Linked DNA regions of Mus musculus: region 2 is linked to region 1. The links are chromatin contacts, called in public Hi-C maps. All regions are on one chromosome and are shown on one strand. Each heading gives the region's core, a stretch centred on a gene start, on an enhancer-like site or on the middle of the called end of the contact. The rest is flanking DNA. Distances are from core to core; before and after follow the strand shown.

Evidence for each region. Hi-C and Micro-C count contacts between places; a contact is called where the count stands out from the background.
Region 2: a Hi-C map of nephron progenitors shows a contact between it and region 1, with 2.3 times the contacts expected there. The contact joins two enhancer-like sites. A contact is called at or near these places in 1 of 484 Hi-C or Micro-C datasets (nephron progenitors) and 1 of 115 datasets of contacts at active chromatin or transcription factors (embryonic midbrain).

Annotation. Positions count from the first base shown.
Region 1 is chr7:135,887,454-135,892,867 of GRCm38.p6, forward strand. No RefSeq gene overlaps it. Among named protein-coding and RNA genes, the nearest start is that of 6330420H09Rik, 36 kb to the left of the region's middle. Within about 2 kb of position 1,693, at least 34 of the 459 cell types and tissues checked have an H3K27ac peak or open chromatin away from gene starts, as enhancers often do. A contact at or near this core is called in nephron progenitors, where this site is marked.
Region 2 is chr7:136,210,783-136,216,485 of GRCm38.p6, forward strand. No RefSeq gene overlaps it. Among named protein-coding and RNA genes, the nearest start is that of Gm36737, 32 kb to the left of the region's middle. Within about 2 kb of position 3,374, at least 20 of the 459 cell types and tissues checked have an H3K27ac peak or open chromatin away from gene starts, as enhancers often do. A contact at or near this core is called in nephron progenitors, where this site is marked.

The DNA of each region.
Region 1 (5,414 bases), core at 443-2,942:
AGTTGATCCCAGCCTTCATTAAACTTGACACCCTCCAGACCCGGTCCCAGAAATGCCGAAGCAAACACTTCTGGACTCTAACCATAGAGATATTCTTTTTTCCTTCCTTTTTCTTAAGGGTTCCTCTAGTCTCCACATGCTATTTACAGAAAAGAAAGCCGAGGACATGAATGATTGGGTTGTCAATTAGCTAACTTACTGATTTCAAACCTCCTGCTTTTTCTGCCACCCTACTCAGTGTCACTAAACGTGGCCAAGCCATACTTTTTCAGGTGCACAGCCTTCAACTCAGAGGCTTCTGGGAAGGCCAGCTCTGGACTTGGGGTTCTTTCTTTTTTTTCTTCTGCCCAGTTCATGTGTGTGTGTGTGTGTGTGTGTGTGTACATGTGTGCACACGTGTGCATACACATACACACTCACAGGGTGGGTTGGGAGAGTGTGGTCTTTGTTGGGTAACTATTTTTGAAGACCCTTCTGCAGCTGTATAGCAGCTTTATAGAAATCTATGTGTCAGGGGTAGTGCTCCTAATGTAGGGGCCATATCTGTACCCACATTTTTAGTGATTGAATTCCATGGAAATCTCCTAGCTATAAAGATGCTGCCTTAAAATAAAAAAAAAACCCTAATAAATAATTTGTTGTAACCTCAGGATATCACATTACCACATTACTTATTATGGAACTAGGGTACTATTCAAATTGCTTGTTTACAACATTAAAATAAATAGTGGTTTGGGCAATTTTGCAGAGCAGAGGATGTGTTTCCCACCATATCCCCCCTCCCCTGCCCCTGTTGCTGTCTCATCCCCCACCCTCAGCACACCCTCTCTCCCTTCTGGCTCAGGGTTCTTTTCTCAACTGCAATGACTCCATTATGCTATTAAAGTTCAGGGTGTGTGGAGAGCCTGAGCCCGGAAGGCATTTGGCAGCCTTGGTTTTTCATCTTGTCTAATACCTGTGGCCCCCTGTCTATGCTAACATGTGACTGCAAGCATTCTATAGGATCTTCCAGTTAGTTGTCCCTTGAAGGTCACTGGCCTCTGTCCCTCTTATGGCCACTCATCTAGCCCCTCTCAGATCTTCGAGGTCGGGGGCATCAGGCAACACAGAGGAAGAAATATCAAGTATAACAAATGGCAGCCCGGACCCCCAGGTAAGGAACAGAGCAGGGTCAAAGGCATTGGAGCAGGAGCTGTCTGTCCTTCCCTGGCTCACCCAGGGCTTGGACCTCAGTCTGTGAAGTGCCCCTGGCTTAAGCCCCAGTAATTGGGTAGGATTGCTGCCATCTGATGAGTCATAATTAGGATAAGGCAGCTCTAGTAGGAGCCTTCTTATGGGGCTGGGGTCAGGGACTAATAACTAGCAAGAGAAGGTGAGGGTTTTGTTGATGCCTGTAGTCTCTGTTGGGGACTGGGGCAGGAGGGGGGGCTAGGGGGAGGGGAGAAGACCCAAACCCATTCCTGCATGTTTCTTCCAGAGGCACCAAATCTTCCCCTCATTTGCTTCAGTGACCTCTCAAGTGCGTCCTCGCCCCGAGGGCTCCAGGCCGTCCAGCAACTGTTAAGCCCCTTGGGTTGAAAATCTTCTCCCACGTTTGCCCTTAACACCAGACGCAGAACCATTAGCCTCAGCTGTACTGGTGCTCATTAGAGGCGATCGATGGGGAGCGGGGATAAAGAATGCTGCTGCCCTCCCAGCTCCCTTCCTGCAGATTTACAGGCGTTCCCACGCACTGCCTCCCATCAGTCACACACAACAAGGGCTTCTTTAGAAAACAAAGGCAAAGCGGGAAAGCGCCGGGGAAGTACATATTTGTCTGCTTGGTCTCTGGATGTCAGTGAATGTCTCAAAGAAATGTTATTGTCCCTGTGATATGGAAAGTACCCGGCTTTGCCTTCACAGCTTCTGAGCCTGGGAGGACAGGAGAAGAGTGTTCCTCAAGGCTTGCATTAGCGAGTCCTCCCTATAAGAAGGAACCACGGTTATAGATTTGGGGAGCAAGGCTGAGGAGCAGTACCCGTCCAGACTCTAGTGACCCCAGGAAGCACGAGGTGGTGGGTGGAGTTCTGGATCTGGCCAGAAGGTGTTGCCAAAGAGCCTGATAACTTCTGCCTACTCCACTCTGAGTTTGGGGAGTACAGCCTCGGGGGACTGGAAACTGGGAGCCTGCCCCCCAGGGGACAAGGCTGGAGCCTCCTCTCCCTAGGCTTCTAGAGATCAGCAGCTTTTAGAAGAACTAGGCCAAGTCGCCTCTAGGGTGGGTGGGTGGGGGTATCAGTGGCTTTTAGGGCCTAGGAACAACTGTGACCTCTCCTATGTGTGGGGATCACAGCCCAGTCTTGTCTCCTGTCCCCTCCCCTCCCTTGATCCTTGTTCCCTTCTTCTCAGCTAGGTTGGTAGTCTCCCCCACACCCCCCACAGTTACCACATCTATCCTTCTTTACCTGCATTCCCTGGCAGGGACCAAAAAAGTGAGAAGGCAGCAAAGATTCAAGGGTGGAGTGGGGGCCACCATAGCACACACGGGTGGCAAACACAGGGCATGCTGTCCGCACTGCACAGAGGACAGTGTGGACTGAAGAGCCAACCTGGACCAAGGAGAGACCATTTGGTTAAGGAAGGAGAGATCCCCAGGGAGATTCCTGGAGAAGATGCTCCTGAGCAAAGAGGCTGCTAGCCAGGAGACCACAGAGAGCACATCTGGACCCCACCAGCCTGGCAGAGAATGGACAGTCACTTCCTGGAAGTGTGGGATTCCCAAGCACTCAGGAGGAGCCTGAGAAAGAGCAGGCCCTGACCCTAGCCCCATAAGAAGGATCCTACTAGAGCTGCCTTCATATGTGGTGTGCTGCTGGGACAACCCAACCACACATTTAGAGAAACTTTCCCTCGGATCCTCATCTTGTGGCTGAAATGTTTGTCTAGTGGCAAACTACGGACAAACTCAATGATAGGACAAAAATAAGCCTTTTCCTACAAGGCCTCACATGGAGAACACCATGTGTCATAGACAATTCTCTGAAACCTTCTGTGAATAAGGAGCGGAAAACTCCAGAACATTTCTAGTTCCTATTTTTCATTTTAAAACCTTTTTCTTAAAAAACATATATTTATTTAATTCTTAATTATGTCTATGTGTCTTGAGTGTACTATATGAGAACCTGAGTGCAGTTGCCCATGGAGGCCAGTAGACTGCTTGACATGGGTGTTGGGATGCTGGGAACCAGACTCCTGATCTTATGACTAAAATGTCAAAAGAGAAAATTGCAGCAGGGCGTGAGAACAAACACGCATACTAGACAGCCCTGAAGGAGAACACTCAGTAAAGGGAGCAGATAGAACCATCACCGAGCAGTATAAAGGAGTCTCCTAGCACCAGACAAAGTTGGGCTAGTGAGAGAGTTCAGTGGGTAAGGGCATTTGCCACTAAGCCTGATGATTGAGTTTGTCTGTGGAAGCCCTGAGGGTAGGAAGAGAAAACCAACTCCTGTAATCTTCACTGCTTAGCGTGGACGTGTGTAGATACAGACATACATGCGCACCCCAAAATTTTAAAAATGAACATAAAAATCATGGACTTGAGTTTGAAAGACCATTTAATACATCATATAATTTGAAAGGCCATTACATATAGTTTTTTATCTTGTGCGTATGATCAACTCCACCAGGTGCCCGCCAGCTACTTCCTGGGCATAATGGACTGCAGCTTGGAGCTGTGAGCTGAAGTTAGCCATTCCACCTCTAAGTTACTCTGGTCAGGGCATTTTACCACAGCCACAAAGTGAAGGCAGAAATTGGTACCAAGACATGGGATCACTTCTATGATAAACCTGTGTGGTTTTGAAACCTTTGGAACTGTGTTGGAGGAGGAATGAGGAAGAATTTTGTACACTGGGTAGATAAGTCTTTAAATCCTGGAAACAGAGCTCCCTGGGCTGCTCAAAGAAGAAAAAGACTGCTGAGAGACATGTGGGCAGCAAGGGCCTGGCTCACGAGGTTTCAGAGGGAATTAAGGACTCTTTCAGGAACTGAGCTGGGCACCTTCTATTGGATATTTCTGTCAAGCATCTGCTTTCATTCTACCTGCTTCCTGTGACCCAGAGAAGCTGAATTGAGAGACGACGGGCTGATTTGTTTAGCAGGATGATATTCAAGATGGTGCTGAAGAAGCTGCTGTAATTAAGGAGAGAGATCAGCACCGTTGTGGAGGAGTTTCCGGAGCTGCATTGGAAGAATGGGAGAGGTGCCCCGAGAGCAAAACCTCATTCATCAGAGGATCTACTGTGTAAAAAAGATTCAAAATTCTTTCAAGGAAAAAAGCCTAAGTTAAAGGATTCCATTGCCCCACTTCCCCAAAAGTATTTCCCTAGGGTCAGCACACAGAAATTGATATAGCTGTGGTCTAAGCAGGCCAGGCTACATTTTGAGCTGGCAGCAGAAGTTGACAGTGTTGTGTTACACGTATGGAACTGGTTCTGAACACGTGAAAAATGCAAGATTGAGCGGGTTCAGTCAGGAGAGCAGCAGAGGCCAGATACTGTGTGGAAGGGTTGGGTCCCCACAGAGAGCCCGGAGGAACTGCTGGGTGAGGTTGTGAAGGTGAAACCTTCAGTTGCAGACCCCAGAATATTGGAGATGTCAGAGCTGTGGGTCATTGGCCTAGGAGACCTGTATGTGAGGAGTAGTGCGAATCAGAGGGAGAGCTGTGCCAGGCGGCGTGCTGGGCAGTAGGCGTGCTGGACAGTACGGTTACCCAACTACTTTTGAACCCAGTTGACTACATTACAAGCTCCAGATACTGGGCAGGAAGTTGCAAGATTTGTTCTGCTGGATTTGGAGGTTTTTTGTTTTTGTTTTTGTTTTTTTGTTTTTTTTTTAAAGTCTTATCTATGACCCAGGTTTTCTTTTTTTGGAGTAAGAATATTTACTTTATGTTGTTATATATTGAAAGTATGAAACTTGTTTTTTTACTTTATAGGAACTCATGTTGGATTTTTAAAATGTTTGATTTCTTAAAGACTGTGGGGACTTTTAGAGTTGGGCTATATTTAACATGATGAGACAAACACACAGCCTTGGGGAGAAGCGGTAAAAAGTTATGGTTATGTGACATCTGTGTGCCAAGTCAACCAGAGGTGGGGGGTTGTCATAGTTATGATTGTTGATTTGAAACAATGTAGAATTATCCAGGAAGAGATTCTAAGTGAGGGACTGTCTAGATCATATTAGTCTGTCTGTGGGGATTATCTTGATTACATTAATCAAAATGAGAAGACTTGCCCACTGTGGGTGATACCATTCCCTACTCAGAGGATTCCAAACTGCATAAGACTGGAGAAAGTGAGCTGAGCCACCGTGTGTGCATTCCTTCTCTCTGTTCTTGACTGTGGATGTTACTAGCCGCTTCAAATTCT
Region 2 (5,703 bases), core at 2,124-4,623, 330 kb after region 1:
CTCTTCTCTTCTCTTCTCTTCTCTTCTCTTCTCTTCTCTTCTCTTCTCTTCTCTCCTCTCCTCTCCTCTCCTCTCCTCTCCTCTCCTCTCCTCTCCTCTCCTCTCCTCTCCTCTCCTCTCCTCTCCTCTTCTTTTTCGTTCTTTTCTTTTTTTGTTTTCTGAGACAGGGTTTCTCTGTGTAGCCCTGGTTGTCCTGGAACTCGCTCTGTAGACCAGGCTGGCCTCAAACTCTGAAATCTGCCTGCCTCGGCCTCCCAAGTGCTGGGATTAAAGGCGTGCGCCACCACGCCCGGCTACTATTTCCTTTCACTGCAGAGAAATAAAACAAAACTTGGGCTTTGAGTGAGGGGGCTCACTGCTTGGGTTTGCCTGGCCTTTGCTGCTCACTTGTGTCGACTGAAGACTGAGAATTATCACCCTTACAAATTCCAGACCAGAGGCAGGCTGGGAAGGTAGGGGTGTCATGGCTGAGGAGGCTGGGCTACTCAGGGGGCCCTGCTTCTGCTTACCCCTGGCTGCCTACTCCCTGCTTCTATGATCTTTCCTACAGACTTTTCTACTGAGGTCTATCCCTACCCAACTGTCTTCTTCCATCTCTCACTGAAGTCACATGTGGGAGGACAGTGAACCTTTCTCCAAGCTGTTTGAAAACCATTAATTCCATGCAAAGTTCTGCATGTCTTCTATGTGCAGACGTTAGACAGAAAACCTGTCTGCGTCTTAGAAAGCCCTTATTACCTAACAGAGAGCACATCCAAGGGTGTTTACAAAGGACCAAGATCAATAGATCAAAAAATATGTCTGCGTGAAAGGGAGTTAAGTTAACTTCTGCCCCCATCCCATCTCTGGGGCAACAAACCACTTCCTCTCCATCTTCCCCAGCTCAGGACAGTCTGGTTCTACAGTGAGCTTTGTTTGCTTGCTTTTGTTCTGTTTTAGCAGGAATCGCATACACACAAGCACGCACAAGAAAACAAATAATTTTCATACTTGTGCTGATACAGTGCAAGACAGAGAGAAGAAAACATGAATGTAATCCAGTGGAAATGGGAAAACCAGGCCACTTTGTGGCCATCGAGGATCCTTGGGGACGATAGTCAGCTGTCCAGGCTTCACCGTCCTGTGACTGGGGAGAGGGGACTTGTGCTGGTCCAGGTGCCATGTGTCTGTGTCGCTTTTCCTGCCCATGGTCTATTGGTCTTGCTTGCTTGTACTGGACCTTGTCTTTCAGTGGCTCTCAGGAAGCTGGGGCCCATCACACACACTTGGCAGGCACTCTGAGCTTTTCTACCTCTGCTTGTGTGGCTGCAGATGCTCTGCAACTTCTTCTGGCTGGAATCTCTCAGAATATACAGTACTCAGGGAAGACAAGAGAATGGACTAAGCACCAATATGGCCAGCCTGTGATACTTAAAGGCTGAGCATTTCTGTTCTGCCATGGACCTTTCTGTCATCGGGACAATCATATTCACCATCCAAGTTTTACCAGACCATGGAACAACTCAATGGTTTGACAAGCTCCTTGTCTTGTGTCGTGATACTCTGTCTGCTATCTTTCTTGGGTATGGACTCCAGCTAACATCCCAGCATTGTGAAGCATTCCCAAACTGCTCTCAGAATCCCCCTGCAGTGTGCATTTTGTTTGTTTGTTTGTTTGTTTGTTTGTTTGAACTCAATCCTTAGTTGGTTTTGTATGTGACTCACTTGGTACATAGTGTGAGGGCACAAACCAACACTATTCATATGGCCTACTTGTCCTCTTAAAGTCAATGTCAGGCCACGAGCGCTGGGAAGCATTCACTTGGGCCTTCAACTTCAGACTGGGTATCATGAAAAGGCAATCCCTGTTTCTTGGGCAGCATCCAAAGACTCTGAACAGTCCGACTCTGGGCTAGGGCTCAGAAAGGGAGTGAAAGAGATAAAGTAAGGCAATGAGGGGAGAGAGCCGCCAAGAGCAGCGCTCAAGTGACAGCTCTGGAGTGCATCTTCTCAGGCTGACAGAGTGGAGGGGACGGCAGTGGCCACTTCTGCTCTCGGAGTTTGGCTTAGGGAAACACCCATCAAAGGTGCAGTTCTGGCAACAGACGCCTTGACCTCCCTCTCTTTATTGCCAGCTAATAACAAAGTGCAAGCCAAGAAGCAAATTCATTGCAAATTGTATAAAAGTTTCAGGGCCAGAATGAAGCTGTTAAAAACCACATCTGTAAAAATGGTGTAATTATTATGGGTGGGTAAAAATCTGGCAAGAGTTATTTTCTTAAATAAGGCGTAAAAGGGAACAGATGTGGTGTAACTGACTCCCCCCCCCCCCCAGCTTCACAAAGTCTATGAAAAGAGAAAAATGGATCTGATTTATCAGATTATCTTATTTATTTCAGTACAGCAGCCAGGAGGCCAGGAAAAAAAAATCCTGTTGTCTGTTCTCAGTCCTTTATAAAAAGAAGAGTCGACGGGAACTGGGCGAGACACTTCCAGGCGATGCAGGCATGGCTGCCAATGAGCGAGGAGCATGTGTGGGGAACAGCAGGAAAAGTCAGAATCAAGGCTCAGAGAAGATGCAATGACAGGAGGGGAGGTGGCCATGACATCTAAGTAGAAAATCACAGGCACAAAGGAACATGGCAGTTTGGGATCAAGCTGGAATGTGAAAAATGACCAAAGACAAAGACAGGCACTTTAAGTCTGGAAGTCATTACCTCCTCGTGAAGACAGCAGAATTCCACGTTGCTTGGTCAGTGTCTGCAAGGGCCATCCAGGGAGGCTTTTGGTGGGATTTGCTTCTCCACCCCCCCATCTCTCTCTCTCTCTCTCTCTCTCTCTCTCTCTCTCTCTCTCTCTCTCTCTCTCTCTCTCTGAGCTTAGCAACATAAATTTGTTGTCATTGATGTATTAAATACAATGGACACATGTTGGCAGGGAGGATGCAGGCAGAGCCTGGAAGGTATTAAAGGGACAGCCTATGAAATAATCGCCTAAATGGGCCCACTGCAGGATCTTAATACCCCGTGACAACATTCAATTGTCAAATTCTGCCAGAGTGTCCTACATGCTACAACAATTAAGCCAGAAATTCTTAGGTTTATTTTAGTGCCCCCCTCCCCAAATTCCCCGTTAAGAACAGGAAATGCCAGCGAGCTGTGAGACTCTAAAGCAAGAACTCAGAACTTGGAAGAAAAAGGGATGGCCTAGCATTTTATGAGACTTCTGCCATTAACTCTGTAATGAATGTCTTTCACCTCCCCTCGATAAAGAGGCAATGTGGGTTTTAATTGGACTTTTGGCTTTTCTTCATTTGATTTAAACCAAGGTAGAGTTTCAAACAATAACACCGAACACCTGGTTAACACATTAGATGGTATGGTGCAGTTGTAAATTGTGGTTTTAATAGTAGGTCTCTGGGGAATTTCAAAGGCCCTCATTGTTCTGTTTGGTAGATATTAGAGGGGGAAAAAAAGAACAATTTTGGGCTATAAGAGCCACACACATGACTTTGGTCCAAGTCAGCTTATGAAATTTGATCATTCGACCCTAGCGGGAGCCAGTTTTTGACTGAGACTCAGAATCACACACTTGCTGGTTCCATATTTCTAGGGCAACAGGGCCAGTGTCATGTCTAAGCATGAAGGTGAATTCTGTGTGTGTTCACATACACCAACAAATGCATGATCTTCCTGTGTGTTGGTGTGTGCAGGGGTGCGGGAGCCTTAGAGTAGCAGTTCTCTTTCTTCCCTTTCTTAAAACAAAACAAATGAGGCTCTTTGGGCTGGCGGAGTCTTATTCCCGCTACTTGTGGGTTTTCTTTTCCAGCAGCCCCTTTCCACATCAGCAGGGGGCTGGCCCTGCCTGGAAGCCTGAGGGGGTCCCCTCATATTTTAAAGTGACACTTTCCCAAATGCCTGAATGACTTTTGCCCTTCCCTTCCAGCTGTGGCTCCACCCCTGCCTTTGCTTCCTAATTCTCCTGGGCACATACTGAAAACAAAGCCGAAGGTCTTATTGCTTCCCTCTGACTGGAACCATGAACTTGGTGGAAATTGCCAACAGAGATGCCTTTGGAGTCATTGCTCTGCATAGCCTTCCTCCTGCCCACTTGGCCTCACCTACAGGGCTCCTCCCATACTCCGAATACAAGACCAATAGAAGTCACTCTGGAGGACCTTGAGGGGGACCTTGCTGCCTACAGTCCAGGATATCCCAAAGAGGAAAGGGAGAAGAAAGAAAGAATGGTCATTAGGGAAGAAACAGCATAGAGGCCATCTCTTTGAAACCTGTTAATTTAGGACAAGGGATTGAGAACTCAAGTCTAGCAGGGGCAGGCTGAGAAGCCCTTTCTCTGCTTTGCTCTGCTCACCATGCTGTGGCAAGACTGCAGAGAGACTTCCCATTGCCCTATGCTGTTCTCGGGCTTTCCTGCTACTGCAAACATGAAACCAAGGGCCATGTTCTAAGCAGCAGGTGCCAGCTGATCCAGGAGGTGATGAGAGATCTCTGAATGCCAACTGCAGCCATTTACCATGCATTTTATGCCCTGATCCTGGGCCTAGAGCTTCATTCACAGGAGACATGCTTCCCTGCACACAGTAGGCACTGTGCCTCACACACAGTGAGTGCTTATTAGTCATTCCCAGTGAATGTGCATGCCTTCCAGCAGGCTCAGTGCCTTGCACACAGTAAAGGGCTATTCCTCATATCCACAGCGGGCACTCCTTCCTCATACTCGGAAGCATATGTCCCATCCACAGTAGGCATGCTACCTTGCACACATAGGTTCCTGCTGCCTCCAATACAGTAGTGCCTAAGGCTTGCCAAGGGGATGTCTGAGAGTGCTGCTGCTGCCAGTGGGGCCTGGGTTGTGGTCTTTCTGTTTCACAGGAGAACCGGACTTAGGCTTATAGGGACAGTCATCAGGTTCTGCCGAATCCTGAGGAGAGACACAGAGCTCGGTAGTAGAGGCTTGTCTAGTATGTGTGAGGTCATCCAGGAGGTCACCACCTCCTGGATCAGCTGGCACCTGAATGCTTTGCTCACGAGAACCTTCATTCCCTGGTTGTTGGATACTTTTCTTTCTTTTCAGAAACAGGAAATTCAGAAATGTCTCCAGAAGGAATATTTGGAGCTTAGAACATGGCCCTTGGTTTCATGTTTGCAGTAGCAGGAAAGCTCGGTAGTAGAGGCTTGTCTAGTATGTGTGAGGTCATACTAAACCAAAACCAAAACCCAATAACAAACAAACAAACCAACCAAGAGGAAACCCTTTTGACCTAGGGAAGTGCTTCTTATGTTTTCCTAGTCCTAAAACAAGAGCTGTAACCACGCCGTCGCCAGGGCTAGGAAAAGATTCTGCAGGGTTTGAATCTGATCATACCCAGATACAGTATCTCCCATTTCAAGGGCTCAATAGACCTAGGCTGCTGGCCACTCGTACTCAGTGGCTATCCCTTGCCTTGGGCGCAATCAGTGTCAGCAGGCAGGAGGCAGCAGCAACCCCACTGGCATTCATTTATGGGCAGATGGAGTTCTCAGGGCCACTCACTAAACTGGCCACCTGATCATCTTCTAGGTTCTGTAGGCTTCTCATCACAGGGCTCCCTCAGTCTGGAGTTGTTTCTTCCCAGCTACCCAGTGGTCCTGGATACTGTGAACTCTCTTCTGGGGTTACTCCCATTTCTCTCCATAATGTTGAACATCTGGCCACTTGGGGACA